3 separate regions of the Sus scrofa genome follow, and regions 1 and 3 are each linked to region 2. A link is a contact called in public Hi-C and promoter capture Hi-C data. All regions are on one chromosome and are shown on one strand. Each heading gives the region's core, a stretch centred on a gene start, on an enhancer-like site or on the middle of the called end of the contact. The rest is flanking DNA. Distances are from core to core; before and after follow the strand shown. Region 1 overlaps GAB1 (GRB2-associated-binding protein 1). Region 2 holds the start of USP38 (ubiquitin carboxyl-terminal hydrolase 38). Region 3 holds the start of SMARCA5 (SWI/SNF-related matrix-associated actin-dependent regulator of chromatin subfamily A member 5).

The links. Promoter capture Hi-C pulls out the DNA fragments that hold promoters and counts their contacts. Hi-C and Micro-C count contacts between places; a contact is called where the count stands out from the background.
Region 1: a Hi-C map of skeletal muscle shows a contact between it and region 2, with 5 times the contacts expected there. The contact joins the enhancer-like site here to the promoter of USP38 in region 2. A contact is called at or near these places in 3 of 47 Hi-C or Micro-C datasets (heart right ventricle, liver and skeletal muscle) and 1 of 2 datasets of contacts at active chromatin or transcription factors (skeletal muscle).
Region 3: a promoter capture Hi-C map of liver shows a contact between it and region 2, with 2.9 times the contacts expected there. The contact joins the promoter of SMARCA5 here to the promoter of USP38 in region 2. A contact is called at or near these places in 2 of 5 promoter capture datasets (fetal liver and liver), 2 of 47 Hi-C or Micro-C datasets (liver and skeletal muscle) and 2 of 2 datasets of contacts at active chromatin or transcription factors (alveolar macrophages and skeletal muscle).

Annotation. Positions count from the first base shown.
Region 1 is chr8:84,321,394-84,326,014 of Sscrofa11.1, forward strand. All of the region lies in intron 1 of GAB1 (GRB2-associated-binding protein 1), which reads right to left. Among named protein-coding and RNA genes, the nearest start is that of GAB1, 68 kb to the right of the region's middle. Within about 2 kb of position 2,693, at least 31 of the 83 cell types and tissues checked have an H3K27ac peak or open chromatin away from gene starts, as enhancers often do. A contact at or near this core is called in skeletal muscle, where this site is marked.
Region 2 is chr8:84,598,204-84,602,784 of Sscrofa11.1, forward strand. It overlaps USP38 (ubiquitin carboxyl-terminal hydrolase 38), which reads right to left and starts at 2,841. Exons shown (of 10, transcript XM_021100666.1): 1 at 1,582-2,841; 2 at 1-3. The coding sequence starts at 2,263.
Region 3 is chr8:84,221,638-84,226,614 of Sscrofa11.1, forward strand. It overlaps SMARCA5 (SWI/SNF-related matrix-associated actin-dependent regulator of chromatin subfamily A member 5), which reads right to left and starts at 3,306. Exons shown (of 24, transcript XM_003129174.5): 1 at 2,610-3,306. The coding sequence starts at 2,786.

The sequences.
Region 1 (4,621 bases), core at 1,443-3,942, 280 kb before region 2:
TAAAAAATAAATAAATAAATAAGGGAAAGAACCTACAGCCAGCAACAGGCTGAGCCCTACGCTTGTATGTTATAAACTTCAAATGCCTGTGCCTCCTAAAGTGCTGTGGTGGAATCTATATTTCTGGGGTTATCTGATATCCAAGTGAAGTGTTCTGGCATAATAAAACTATGTAAGACATACGGGCATTTTCTTAACTTTTTTGTTTTTACAGCCACACCTGCAGCATATGTTGGTTCCTGGGCTACTGGTCGAATCAGAGCTGCAGCTGGAGACAACGCCACAGCCATGGCAACACCAGATACAAGTCACATCTGTGACCTATGCTGCAGCTTGTGTCAGCATCAGATCCTTAACCCACTGACTGAGGCCAGGGTCTGAACCCACATCCTCACAGAGACAATGCTGGGTCCTTAACCCACTGAGCCACAACAGGAACTCCAACAAATTAATTTTTAATAAATGACAAGCAAAAACAAATTCAACTGAAAAACCAGAGGAAAATTATATATCATCCTATCATCAAAAAAATATATCTTTTCATATATTCATCTTTTTATTTATATACATTCATATTTTTAAAGTAGCTAGCATTTAAAATAAAGATGAATGTATTTTTAGTTTTATAAGCCACATACCTACTTTCAGAAGTTTAAAATTCTTGGCTTTAAATTTTTAATTCCTTAATATTTCACTTGTTGTGAACTTTTTATCATGCTAGAATTATGAAAATAAAGGTGAAGCCCTCACTGAAATGCTTTCTGAAACCCAATAAAAAAACACTTTTGATGACTGTAAAAACAAAACAAAACAAAACCAAGACATTTATTTACTGTGGGCTTTCTTAGCACTGCACCCTAGATACACTCTAGCAATTAAGATATTTAATTATAACTCCAATATCCTGCTGGGCCTTGTCCAATTTGCTACAGTATGCAGTTGATGCTCTAAGCAAATAATATCTAAAATAAACATGTATTTTCTCCAAAGAAATCCTATTACCTTGTTTACCAATAATGGTGAAGAAAATCACATTGTGTAGAATGATTAAGTCCAACAGAAGAGTAATTTATTCCAGAAAAAAATCTTTTGAGACTTTAACCTACGTTAAAGGCATTATTATAACTGGAACACATTCTCATAATAAATACCTTGACTTCTTGGCCATTTAAATGTTCATCCTTAAAAATTAACAGGTTAGGCAATCTATTTATAGATTATTTACAATGAACAAAGGAGAGTTTGGTTTAAAAATAGAGGAAAGGTTGGGGAGAAACAAAATACCTCTAGTTAAAATTTGACTAGCTTTAACAAAGAAATAAAAACAAAAACACTGCTCTGTATATTGCTGAATAACTGACCATGTCTTTTGTTGAATAATTGACCATGAAAAGGCAAAAGTAATGAGATTTTCATTTAAAGATTAAGATTATGTAACCCTAGGCTGGATGAGGTCAATGATTTGTGGTAACTAGATCCAATTCTTGGTGGAGCAGAGACAAAGGAAGACTGAAAAACACAACATCTTTGGCTAGCCCCCTAGACAAGGCACCGAAGCCCCCACACCAACCCCATATGGCATTCTAGTCTTTAGGAGCAGTTAGAAAAGAATCATCAGAAATAAAAACTATCCAGCTTTGCAGTCATCAATAATTCCTTGTGGGGAGCATTATAGGGATGGGGGAGTGGGAGGTACAAACTAGTAGGTGTAAGACATGCTGCCAATATAATATGTAAACATAGCCAATATTTTGTTATAACTGTAAATGAAGTGTCACCTTTAAAAACTGCATAAGAATTAAAAAGTATAACAGAAAGAAAAGAGTATAAAGGGAAAGAAAAAAAAAAGAATCCCTTCTGGTTCCTCTCAGCCTCTTCTTTTCATCAAATGGCTTAGAGGGCAACCATAAGTAATCGTTTGTTTATATTCAGTCTCCTGGGAGCTCCATTTTCACTGCCCTTTTCTCAAATCCCAACACACACAATGCTTCACAAAAGCAGGGACCCAGGGAGTAGTGACTGACTGACTGACTGAATGAATGAATGAGAGTCTTCATGTACAAGGTGCACCCTCCAGGGATCATCATTACAATCATCCATAAACAATAATTAAGTGGTTTGAGGTTTGAGGGTGGAAACATGCTAGAAAAGCATAAGAAATATACTGTGACAATGAATTAATTGGAAAATTACCATAAGCTTGAATAAATGTTTACACTTTAAATACAGAAATAAGCGTAATAAAAACCACTCTAGATGCTATTATATGAAATACATTAAGGAAAAAAAAAAAATGTTCCGGCAAGGTATCCCGAAGGAGCAGCAGACACGCGGGCATAAAATTATAGCGAAGGCAATGCGGGGCATAGGTTTCCTTTTTTTTTCTCCATTCTTTCGTCTGCCCCCTAGTGGCGTCCTTAGGAGCAGAGAAAACATGAGAAAGGCAGGCACTACAGAAATCAGGAAAAACCAAAACAGCACACAACACAGAACAGAACAAAACAAAGCACAACAAAGCACAAAAAGAGTACTTTGGACTTCTACAAATCAGTTACTCAAGAACAGAAAGTTAACTTTGGAATTTTCTATTCCACACTTTTGCCCCAAAGACAAAACTTGTGTATTCACTTAGGTAGGTTCACTATTTCCTTGTGCACCTTTGGACTTTTGATCATTACCTTTTAAGGAAAAGGCAGCATCTCTAGATGGCATCGAGGTAGTATGTGCATTTTTGGATGTGCAAGCAGACAATTTATTAACTGCTAGTTTCTAAGCTCATGTGGTTGGCCCGCTTTACTTTCTGTTTTTTCAGGTGTCTTTGATAGGAGTAGCTCAAACAAAATCATTTCCATAAGAACAATTCTGGAAAGCTAGGAGTTCATTTACACAGCACTTCAAATCAAGGGACAGGTAAAGTGAAACGAGACGCTGGTTCGGGAGTAGCAGGCATGGCTGAGTGACTCCTTGGGGAAAGCAGGCTTATCTCCATGGGGATCTTTCTGTCTGGAAAGGGGTGTGGGTTTTGCCAATGATCTCATCAGCAACAACGGGCTGCCCATTTTACACCCGAGTTTCACACTAACACGTACAGTTCTTTAAATATGATGACAGACGCTGCCACTGACTCACGTAAATAACCAATCACGTGGGACCCGCCCCCCCCTTGGGACTGGTGACACACATCTGCTAACCAGCCAGCCAGGGTTACACAAACTCTACTCACTGAACAAAACATCAGAAAATTTCTCCTAAAGAGAGATACGAGTATTAGACATGGGTTCTAGGCTTCCGTGATCCAGTGATTCTATTTCTTAACTTCTGGAGCAATCAGAATGCTTAATAACTCGTGATTATTTTAAACAAAATGATTTCTGGAGAGGTGATACTAGACTTTCTCTCCCATATAAGTACTTAACACATCTAAAACTCGTCCTGCATCGGTAAGAATTGTTTGCTAGAACTGTATTAAAAAAAAAAAAATCAGGAGTTCCCATCGAGGCTCAGTGGTTAACAAACCCAACTAGTATCCATGAGGATATGGATTCGATCCCTGGCCTTGCTCAGTGGGTAAAGGATCCGGTGTTGCCACGAGCTGTGGTGTAGGTCGCAGATGTGGCTTGGATCCAGTGTTGCTGTGGCTCTGATGTAGGCCAGCAGCTACAGCCTGGATTCGACTCCTAGCCTGGGAACCTCCATATGCTGTGGGTGTAGCCCTAAAAAGACAAGACCAAAAAAAAAAAAAATCAAATAGGGAGTTCCCTAGTGATTAAGGACCTGGCGTTGTCACTGCTGTGGCTAGGGTCACTGCTTTGGTGCAGGTTCTATCCCTGGCCTGGGAACTTTCTCATGCCACAGGCATGCCCCCCTCCCCCCCCAAAAAAAAATCAAAGGAAAAGATCCATACAAAAAAAGCATTCAGAGATGAATAAAAGCATAAAATAAACAGAGCTCCTTTAATTACCACGTATGACACTCTTTGAAGAAGTGCACTAGTATAATTCTAGCAGGTTCCAAAAACAGTTTCCTTCCAGTGCTTTATAACTATACCTTACAGGTCCACAGTATCAGCTTAAAACACCCTCACCAGCTTTCTCACAGAGGAAACAAAGGGGCCTAAATCAAGGGAGATGAAGTATTCCAGGTTTACTCTCATAAGCCAATGCTCAGGATATAGGAACACAAGACTTAAACTTTCTTAGACTGCTGCACATGCCATGAAAGGCGAGAGAGATGAGACAGCTGATATCCATCTTCCTCCGTCCATATATCTTTTTAATCTTTTCCTCTTGAACAAACCCTCAGCAACAGGAAGTATCAAAAAGACAGAAGCAAACTCCTATGCTGGTAATGCTTTCCCCCGTTTCTCTTCTGTTGCTCAGATCTCTACCAGAAAAGCCAGGAAAGGCAAATTTCTACTAAGGACTCCCAAAAGATTTCCCCCAATTATCAAGATTCGTATGTCAGGAAGAAGGAAGGTGGTGGTAGGCGGGGGGGATTTTCCCAGCTCTCTCTCCTATCCATACTAGGATACGGAACCTTGGGTTAATTTTTATCTGCTGTCTGTCTTACTACCAAATTATTTATAGAGGGCAAAGCAGCTAAAATAATGGACTTTTAAAAA
Region 2 (4,581 bases), core at 1,591-4,090:
CATCTGTTTTTTTAATGAAAAAGGAAAAGGAAAATAGCAAGAAGGTTCAAGTGAAGTGTTTAGAGAAAACAACAATTTACCACCCACCTCCCAAAATGTAACTGGAGCAAAAGTGTTAATCAGAAAGCAGCTGTTACTTTCCACCTCATGGGTAAACTCTAACACACAAGGAATGTTAAACTGCAGAAATGAGAGATTAAGAGTGAGCAGTGCTCATTCCACAGACACAAATGCTTCAATATAAAAACTATTCTTCACTATCACCATGTTTAGCTCACAAGTTACTTTACTTTCTTGCAGTATTTAATATCATTATTTTCGTGCTAAAATACTCATTTCTAAGGCAGTAGTCAGAAAAGAAGTGCAAGGTATTTAAATTCATTTAAACTCCCATTTTAGACCTTCCAAAATAATTTACATCTTAGTTACAATAATCATCACATTAAGGGAAAAATTTTTAAAATCTCTTAAAGATGTAGAAATTGAGGTGAATTTTAGGGGGACTTTGCTTAAACTACATAAAGATTAAGGAAATCCAAGGTGAGCACCTTTACTGTTACAGCTGAAAAGGTTCTGGAGAAATCTGTTCTAGCAACACAGACAATACAAGATCAATTAGAATTAAAATATAAACCAACTTGGATACTGCAAATATATAATTGGCAATTCTTTCATTAAAATATTCAATCTATCAAAAAGCATGGAGCCTGTTAAAACTCTACTCTTGTTTCTGATTCTCAAGATAAAAGGAGGATACTTCCTTTACAAGTTCAGTTTTGAACAACAGCCAGAGAATAGCTGTACCAAGCAAAGAGGGAGGGGAGGAACACAGTTTTGGATCTACTGTTTCACAACTTACAGAGCTGGAAGTGCCATGTCTGAACAAGGAATGTCAACGCACATGTTAAATTCCTGGCAATAAAGCTCTTTCCTGCTAAGTACTTAACCCCTCCCGGATTTCTAATGACACAGCTGATGGGCTATTTACACCTGGAACTCAAAAACACCTATTTAAGCCTTCACTTACTTTCCCTTCCCTCACTCCACCTGTATCCACTCTCACAAACTACTGTAGGTAGAAAATGGCAATATGCAAGAACTACATAGTTAAATAGGATAATCAGTAATAAAACAAATGGCATCCTCCATGAATTAAAAAAAATCAGAGAATTCAGAAACTAAGGAACAACTCATTCCAACAAGGTGACAGAGTCATAGCACAGTAATAATATGGTAAACATTTTTAATGCGGCTATTAGTCACTAATGAATAGGAGCTTTATATAGTAGCTGTCATTGGCAAAGCATTCCATAACTTGAGCAAAGGCTGGGTAATTAAGCAACCTGTTTTGCTCCAAAGGTCTAAGACTGACGTTCTCAACCTTTAAAACAAAAACACTGACTGTTTTTTAAGGTCCAACGTGACAGCCAGAATAGGGCAGTGGATGGGAATATGGATGAGAGTATTAAGAATGTTCTCCCATTAAGATGTTTTCAGAGCAGGGAAGCAAACGCGGTGTGTACATGAGAGGCACATATTAAATTTCCAAGAGAGATTTTCTTGGGGTGGAAGGACCCTTACCTGTGGAAGAAATGCTTGCAAAAACTTCTTGCAGGGAAGGCAGCAGGGTGGAGGGCTCCCCCTTCCAGATATTCTGCAGCAAGTTACTCACTTTTGTCACCTGCGAGACATATTCCCGCAGCTCTTTCTCCTGGGTGGACACGCACTGGAAGTGGCCTATCGTTCGAACCAGCTGTTGACAAAAAGTGATGGACAACTTCCCCTTGGGGATGCACTGCACGAAGTCGCTCAGGAGGTCGCTGAGTCGGGCGCACAGGTGCGGCTCGGGCCTCTCACACACCATCCGATGCACCTCCACCTGCAGCAGGCTGAAGAGGTCCAGCACCGAGGGGCAGCTCATGATCAGTTTCAAGCCGTTGTGAATGTAGTCCAGGATGGCTACGTCCTTCCTGTCCAGCGAGTGGTAGCCCTGCTGAAGGAGGCCCAGCACGAAAGTCTTATTGAAGAAGGACTCGAATTCTGGCCGGTGGTACCGCGCGTAGGCCTCCAGCACTTGGTGGCCCACTTGCCGCTGAAAGGGGTCCTGGCCCTCCAAGATAAGCCGGGTCGTCAGGTCAAACATGGCCTCGCACTGCGCCTCGTCCAGCCAATTCTCCGCCGACTCCACCACCTTCCTCACAATCACCCGTTTTAGGGGCAGGGGGTGCGAAGAGCTCACCAGGCCCTCCAGGATCTTGTCCATTGTCGCCACGCTGCAAAGCCAGGGCCAGGTGGTAAGGAGCGGGCAGCCACAACCCCGAGGTGTGCCTGGAGAAACCCGGGACGGAGGTGAATTTGGAGAGCAGCAGCTGGACCGACCACCGCCACTGCCTGCTCAGTAGCCTCATTTATCGGGCAGAGAGGGCCATCCAAGCCCGGGCGGGAGTTGGCAAGCCTGGGGCGCGTAAGAACCGGCACCGTCAGCGGTGGGCCTAAGAAGCCAGAGGCCCACACTCCGCCGCTGCCCCGGGCCCGCGGTCCCCTTCAGCATCAGCGCGGAGAGGCCAGCGGGGCCCCCCGGAGGCGGCGGACGTTCAGGCCCCGGGGCTGAGAGCGGGAAGATGAGGAAGTGCGCCTCCGCGACCCGTGGCAGATGTGGGAGTCCGGACTCCAACAGGTCGCGGGATAAAACCCGCCCTGGGTAGAGTCAAGAGCTGCTGTCACGGAGGGTGCCGGATCTGCCGGGGAGAAGTGGAGGTGGACACCCTTGACCCGGATGCAGAAGTGCAGCAAACAGGAAGTGAAGGAAATCGGAACTTCGGAAAGGCCCGCCCCTCCGCCCCTCCGCCCCTCCGCCCCTCCGCCCCTCCGCCCCTCCGCCCTCCGCCCCTCCGCCCCTCCGCCCCTCCGCCCCTCCGCCCCTCCGCCCCTCCGCCCCTCCGCCCCACCCTTCACCCTCCTTCTCCGCCCCAGCTCGTTTACACACTCCCGGGCTGCGCTCGGGGGCCCGCCCCGCCCCTTCGGTGCTACGCAAGCGCGGCCGCCTCTCTTGGAGTCGCGCGGCGACGCCCCCATCGCAGGGGATCCTTTGTAAGTGGTAGGCGGCTTTTCTGGAGGAGCGGCCAAGGAGCGGAAGTGTTAGAAGTGGCTGCGATTCTAGGATTCCCACCTTCCGATCTCTGGATCTCTGTCCGTTCTGTCCCGGTCAGGTTGCTTGTGATAGGCTGATAAAAGTTTATTTATGTAAAATCTTGTTAATGAGAAAGTTTTGGAAGCAGGAGTAGAAAAGCATTTGGGGAGAAAGTAAGGAAAAGAACTCAGAATTCGGATTGAAGGCAAATCGTTTAAGGTCTTAGATCTTTCATCAGTAAATGAGCTAGGGTTCTTAAATGCCAGTGCTTTACTCTTACATTGTGGTAAGGGATGTGTTGGCGGCAGTATACATTTGGAAACAGTTGTCAATAGAGGTTTGCTTTAGCAAGCTTTTAGCAAATCTCTTTCTCTCTCTCTCTTTTTTTTATTTGTAGGGCTACACCCGTGGCATATGGAAGTTCCCAGTCTAGGCGTTGAGTTGGATCTGAGCTATGTCTGTGACTTACACCACAGCTCGCTGCAACGGGGTATCTTAACCCACTGAAGAGGCCAGGGATGGAACCTGCATCCTCATGGAGCCCAGTCGGGTTCAAAGGTTCTTTACCACTGAGCCAGATGGGGAACTCCAGCAAATCTCTTTTAAATGAGCTTTTATGGCATATGGAAAATTTGTAAGTTGTCCAGAAAATGGGTGTAGAGTAAGGTAAATGATAGGTGAGAAAGAACGAAAGAGTATTTTGAAAAATAAAATACAAGCTTAAATTTTCATAATGTTTATATGTATGCTAACACTGAAGATGGTTTATAATGAAGAACAGATGAAGTCATCCTCCTTGTAGTCTTTCAAGTTAAACTGCAAAGATTCACAGTAAGAATTTAGTCTTTAATCAGAGGCCTTTAATTTGGAAAATATTGCCTAATTATAGCCCTGTTAAGTCTTCACCAATGTAATTGTGAAATCATTAGTGGCCTGTGATACTGACAAACTTTAAAAAATGGTTCATTTAAAGTATCCAGTGGAAAAATGAACAAATTGTAAGCTATTTACTTTGCTAAATAGTGTTTTGGTTTTTACCAATTTATAAAATGGTTATACTAGTATATTTAACACAGCAATTAGGGTAATCTTAAAAAGAATAGCAGTTTAGAGGAGGTAAGACCTGGGTAGAGAAAACCTGAGACCGAGTTTTCAGAAAGAGATAGAAGATAAAAGATAATTGATGGATCTAAAAAGCAATCTTGCTACAACACAGGAATAGCTTTGGAACTTTTTCTTTTCCAATAGATGGAAGATAGAACTACGGAGAAAAGTTTGGCTTTGCTGGGAATGGTGCCAATACTGGAAGACAAAAATAAGGTAGAAAGCAAAGTATTATGGATGAATTCCTCTGTGGATTTGTTGATATCCTGTAACTTATATACTAAGGTGTAAAAGTGAAAAATACTCTGCTTTACATCCTGTGTTATGTGATAAGGGAAAGGAAACAG
Region 3 (4,977 bases), core at 2,056-4,555, 380 kb before region 2:
TAGTAAGAAAAGAGGATGAACAAAAACAGTCACCATCCACACTGCCAAAAAGATATTAAATGAAAAATGAGATGCTACCTTGACCTATCAGTACCAAGCAAAAAAGAAAAACTAAACTTAATACATAGAAAAGCTAGCTAATATTTCTAGGACAGTGCGCTTTGTCAGAAAATAAATGATTTTGGTAAAACTCACCTTAAATTCTACTTTCAAACAAGAAAAAGACATTTGAAAGTACTTTTTATTTCTTTAATTTTTTTATTTTTTATTGTCTTTTTTGTCTCTTTAGGGCTGCACTCGTGGCACATGGAGGTTCCCAGGCTAGGGGTCTAATTGGAGCTGTTGCCGCCAGCCTACACCACAGCCATAGTTAACTCCAGATCTGAGACGTGTCTGCAACCTACACAACAACTCCTGGCATTGCCGGATCCTTAACCCACTGAGCAAGGCCAGGGGGATCGAACCTGCAACCTCATGATTCCTAGTCAGATTCGTTTCCACTACGCAATGACGGGAACTCCTAAAATATTTTTTTAAGTTGTGAAACAGATTGTCAGATACGTTACACATGTATGCAGAAATCTAGTTTTTAACCAGTGAACTTCAATGATTTCTAAATTCAGTTAAGGAAAAAGAAGAGACTGAAGGTATTTTTTTTTTTAAGACCCCCCCCCCAAAATGAAAAAAAGAAAAACCACCCTATAATGTAAGGGAAAAAACAAAAACTAAAACTATTCAGTGAAAAGGTGGATAAAACTACTGATATTCCTATACTGAGAAGGTAAAAGATAACTAAATCATTCTTTAATAAATAAAAATTGTCAAACATCTTTTTTTAAGACTATGACAGGGCAAGATACGTGGGGAAATGGTCAGCTTCAGAGCCAGACCTGGGTTCTATCACAGGTTCTACTTACCAGAAGACTCAATTTTCTCATTTGGCAAATAAAAATACCACTGACTTCATATGGTCCTTGTTATATCCTTAATAATCATAGTTAAACTTTTATTCCACTTTAACTTTAAAAATAGCAACTGAAGCCAAAATATTCAGTTTAGGCTTTAAATTATTCTGCTTTCTGATTCTGTAACACCCCTAGTGAGACTGTGCTTGTTATTCCAAAATTTGAATGACAGCCCCCTTTGAGAAGCTGAGAACAGCAAAACATCAATTTGTTCAGAACGGTATATTTACATACAATTGCTTTCAATGTCAGACTTTCAAACCCCCTTAGGCCAGGAAGCAGGAATCCACGTTAACCCTGATAATTCAAAAAACGATTTAAAACCTAAAGAGAAAAATAGGCAACACCAGACAGGAATTTGAAACAAATCTCAAGACACCGAAAACTACAGAATACCAGAAGTCCTATTCTATCGAGGTCCACCTTCACCTAAAAGTTCTTCCAAAAACTAACGTGTTACTTCATCCTAGACTAGACCGCTGGGGCCCAAATAAAACTACTGCGCCAAATGCTTCAATGGTAAACCGCGCTACCATTTCCTTATTGCGTTAATTCTGCAGCAATGTTCATTTTTAAAGCAGTATTACCTTAGCTCAATCTATCTAAGGATGGAAAAGTCCCAGAAATCTCTGGCCTGCGACTATAACATATATCAAAACAGATCGAAAGCCAAGAATAAAATTTGGAAGGAGCAAGCAATCACTTTGTTCCCAGACATCGCAAAGCCTTGGAGCACACCCAAGAGACCCGCCTGGCTGTTCCCCAATCTTTCCACCCCCGCAGTATTGTCACCATCCCCTGGCCGGCCAACCCCAGCCCAGAAGGCAGGCTCCGCGGCAGGGAGGGGTACCAATTCTCAAATACAGGCCAATGCCCTACAGGAGTGCTGGTCTGAAAACCCCCAACCCCCCCCCAACCCCTGACTCACTAAATCATTCATCCTTCCATCCATCACCCCACCCCCAAATTAGATGGGGGTTCCAGACAGCTGCCGCTGCCTTGGTCGCTTCCCTCCCAATGGAACAGCGCCTGGGAGGAGCCTCCTCTCCCTTCACAGGAGCAGCTGCGCCCCGCTTATCCCCACTGCGCCCTCAGCCATCCAGCTCTCGCCATTGTTTCTGCCCAGAACAGATACCGCCCCCGCAAGGACCGGGATGAAGAAAAGGAGGCCCAAATCCTCGGATGCGCTGCTTTTAAATGCCTTCCCCACCCCGTCCGTCTACCCTCGTTCCTAAAGGGAAATCTCCCTCCCCCTCCCCCCAGGTTTAGTGGAAACTAAAATCGAGATTCAGAGATGGGCGAGGGAATTATGGGAGCCTCACTTAAAAAAAAAAGTCGGCAGATCCGTCTCGGCCTCAGTAATCAAGAACATGTGTCTAATAAGAGCGTTTGAGGATTTGGCAAGGTTCGCGAAAGAGACAAATAACGCAAATATGAGGTGCCAGAGACCCAGCTGAGTCTACTTGCATAGGTAAGCAGAAGGGCGCAAGGGAGAGCATCATTTCGGATCATCCAAGGGTCTGAGGCCGAGTTTGGGTGCAGAGGAGTGAAGTTCGGCTTCGCGTTTTATCACCAATACACAGCAGAGGGAACCAGTTCCTCCTCCCTATCCCGCCCTCTCCCCATGCCACAGGCCGTCCTTACCTCCATCTCGGAGTCCGTGGGGCCGGCGCCGGCCGCGGAGGGAGCCGCCGGGACGCCGAAGCCCTCGGGGCCGCCTTTGTTGCTGTTGTTGCTCCCGCTACAGGCGGCGGAGGATGCGGGCTTGGAAGGCGCGCTCTCGGGAGGCGGGGGTGGCGGAGGGTCGGCCGCGGACGACATGATGTTCCGTCTGCGTCACCCGCTGCTGCCAGAGGCCCGGCCCAGCAGGGATGAGGAGGAGGCCTAGGCCTGGGTGGCTACGTCGCAGTGAGCCGATGGAGGAGCGGAAGGACCACCCGAATGCTTCCTCTCCGCAGCTCGGCGACGAGCCCAAGCCAGGCCCAGGAGCCTCCCCCTCTAGCTGTCCTCCTCTTCCTCCCGGCTCTGGGTTCGACCGGCGCTTTACCTCACGGCGGGAATCACGTCGACGAGGGTGGGCGGGGCCACCCGGGTCACTGAGGTCAGAGAAGGCAGGCCGATTTACAGGAGGGCGGAGAGTTGGGGGAAAAAGAAAGGAAAGCAAGAAGGACCAAGACCAGGAACTAGCCTAGCCGCCTCCTCTTCTTCCTCTGGTAGATATCAGGTATCTCGCCAGCATCCAGGTCTACTACCTACGCCACCGACTTTCAACACTCGCGAGATTGATAGTTAGCTAAGAGACCGGGGTTTCAAAGTACGCATGCGCATTCTCTACTCCAAGCTCTTGGCCACGCCCCCTGTGCCCCTACGGGCTCTAGGGCGATGAGTGGGCGGGGCCTCAAAGGAGGGCTCGGAGACGTAAGTTTGTGCGTCGGTTTCCGGGCGTGACGCCACCGCAGTCTTACAGTCGTTCTTAACGGCTCGCTGTGCCGGGTCGCTGTGCTTCCCCAGCTTGGCAGTAATCCCAGCGCTGCTCGAAAAATTGCCCGGGTCTTGCGCCGCCTGCTGCAGCGTAGAGGCTTCTGCAGGCCTCTCTTTTACCGCCTCCGCTTATTGGCGTGACGCCACAGAGTTGACAATGATACGGTTTTCCCAGTTGACGTCTCACTGTTTTGTTGTCTAAGAAGAGTGCCTGTTAGTGTGATTTTTGTTTGTTTTGTCATCCTTATGTTAGCTATATGATTGATCATTTCTAAATTCCTTCTTCGGTAGAGTTAGACGATATTTCCTCTAAGTTTACATGCTAAAAGTAAGCAAACTGCGCCAACCACCATGTGAGAAACAAGAGTAATTAGCAGATAAGAAAGAGAGGTAATAGGTTATATCTTTTCCTCAACCACCAAATATTAAATAAAAACAGACATTCTTCTAAAAAAGTGTTACAAGTAATCACTGGTTTGTACATTGCTTTACGCTATGTTCAACACAGCCTTTTGCATCCACCTACTGCAGAATTTAAGCACATGGTGTTCTATTTGACAGCAAATCTGCATACTGCACTAAATTGTTATTTGCCCTGCATAGGCTCTTACTCATCTTTATATCCCCATATCCAATATTCTATTAGTACGTATTGAATAAAGGAGACAAACTTGTCAAGAGTCAAGGTTTGACCAAACCATTGACTATGCTGAATTACAAACAGAAGGGATTTCCTTTGAATATTTAACCTGCAAACTTTTAACCAATTCAATGATAATTCTTTGAGATCTGGAAGAATGTTCCCCAGCCTATTAGAAATGCCCTGTCTGAGACTCTAGGGAACCCCCAAGGATAGATAAAAAGAAAACTATATAAATGATGATCATCATCGTCTTTATATGTACTTGAGAAATGCTAGCACAATATAGTCCAACATTGAAAGTTTGATTTTAAAACTGTTGTATACCACAAAGTGAATTATTATTAACTTGTAACAACCAGACTGTAGAAAAAAGTTTATTATATAGTAGTAACTAAAAAATTTTAACAGTTCAAAAATATAGATAAAACTTTGGAAGGATAGTCCTAAAATTATTGAAAGTGATTGTTGTTGATGTATATTACCTAATTCATTTTTGTTTCTCTTTTTTTATTTTTCTAAAATGAGTTTGTGTATTATTATTTATTTTATTTTATTTTTTTGCTTTTTAGGGCTGCACCCTGGGTATGTGGAGTTCCCAGGCTAGGGGTCCAATTGGAGCTACAGCTGCCAGCCTACACCATAGCAATGCAGAATCAGAGCCATGTCTGTGACCTACCCAACAGTTCACAGCAAGGCCAGATCCTTAACCTGCTGAGCAAGGCCAGATATTGAACCCGCAGCCTCATGGTTACTAGTCAGATTCATTTCTGGTGCACCGCAACGGGAACTCCGAGTTTGTATATATTGAACAAACTTATTTTTTAATATTTAAAAAATCATTTTACCAAAAAGATTATATGGGAGGGTAAAAAGGTAGTGTCTAGGGTG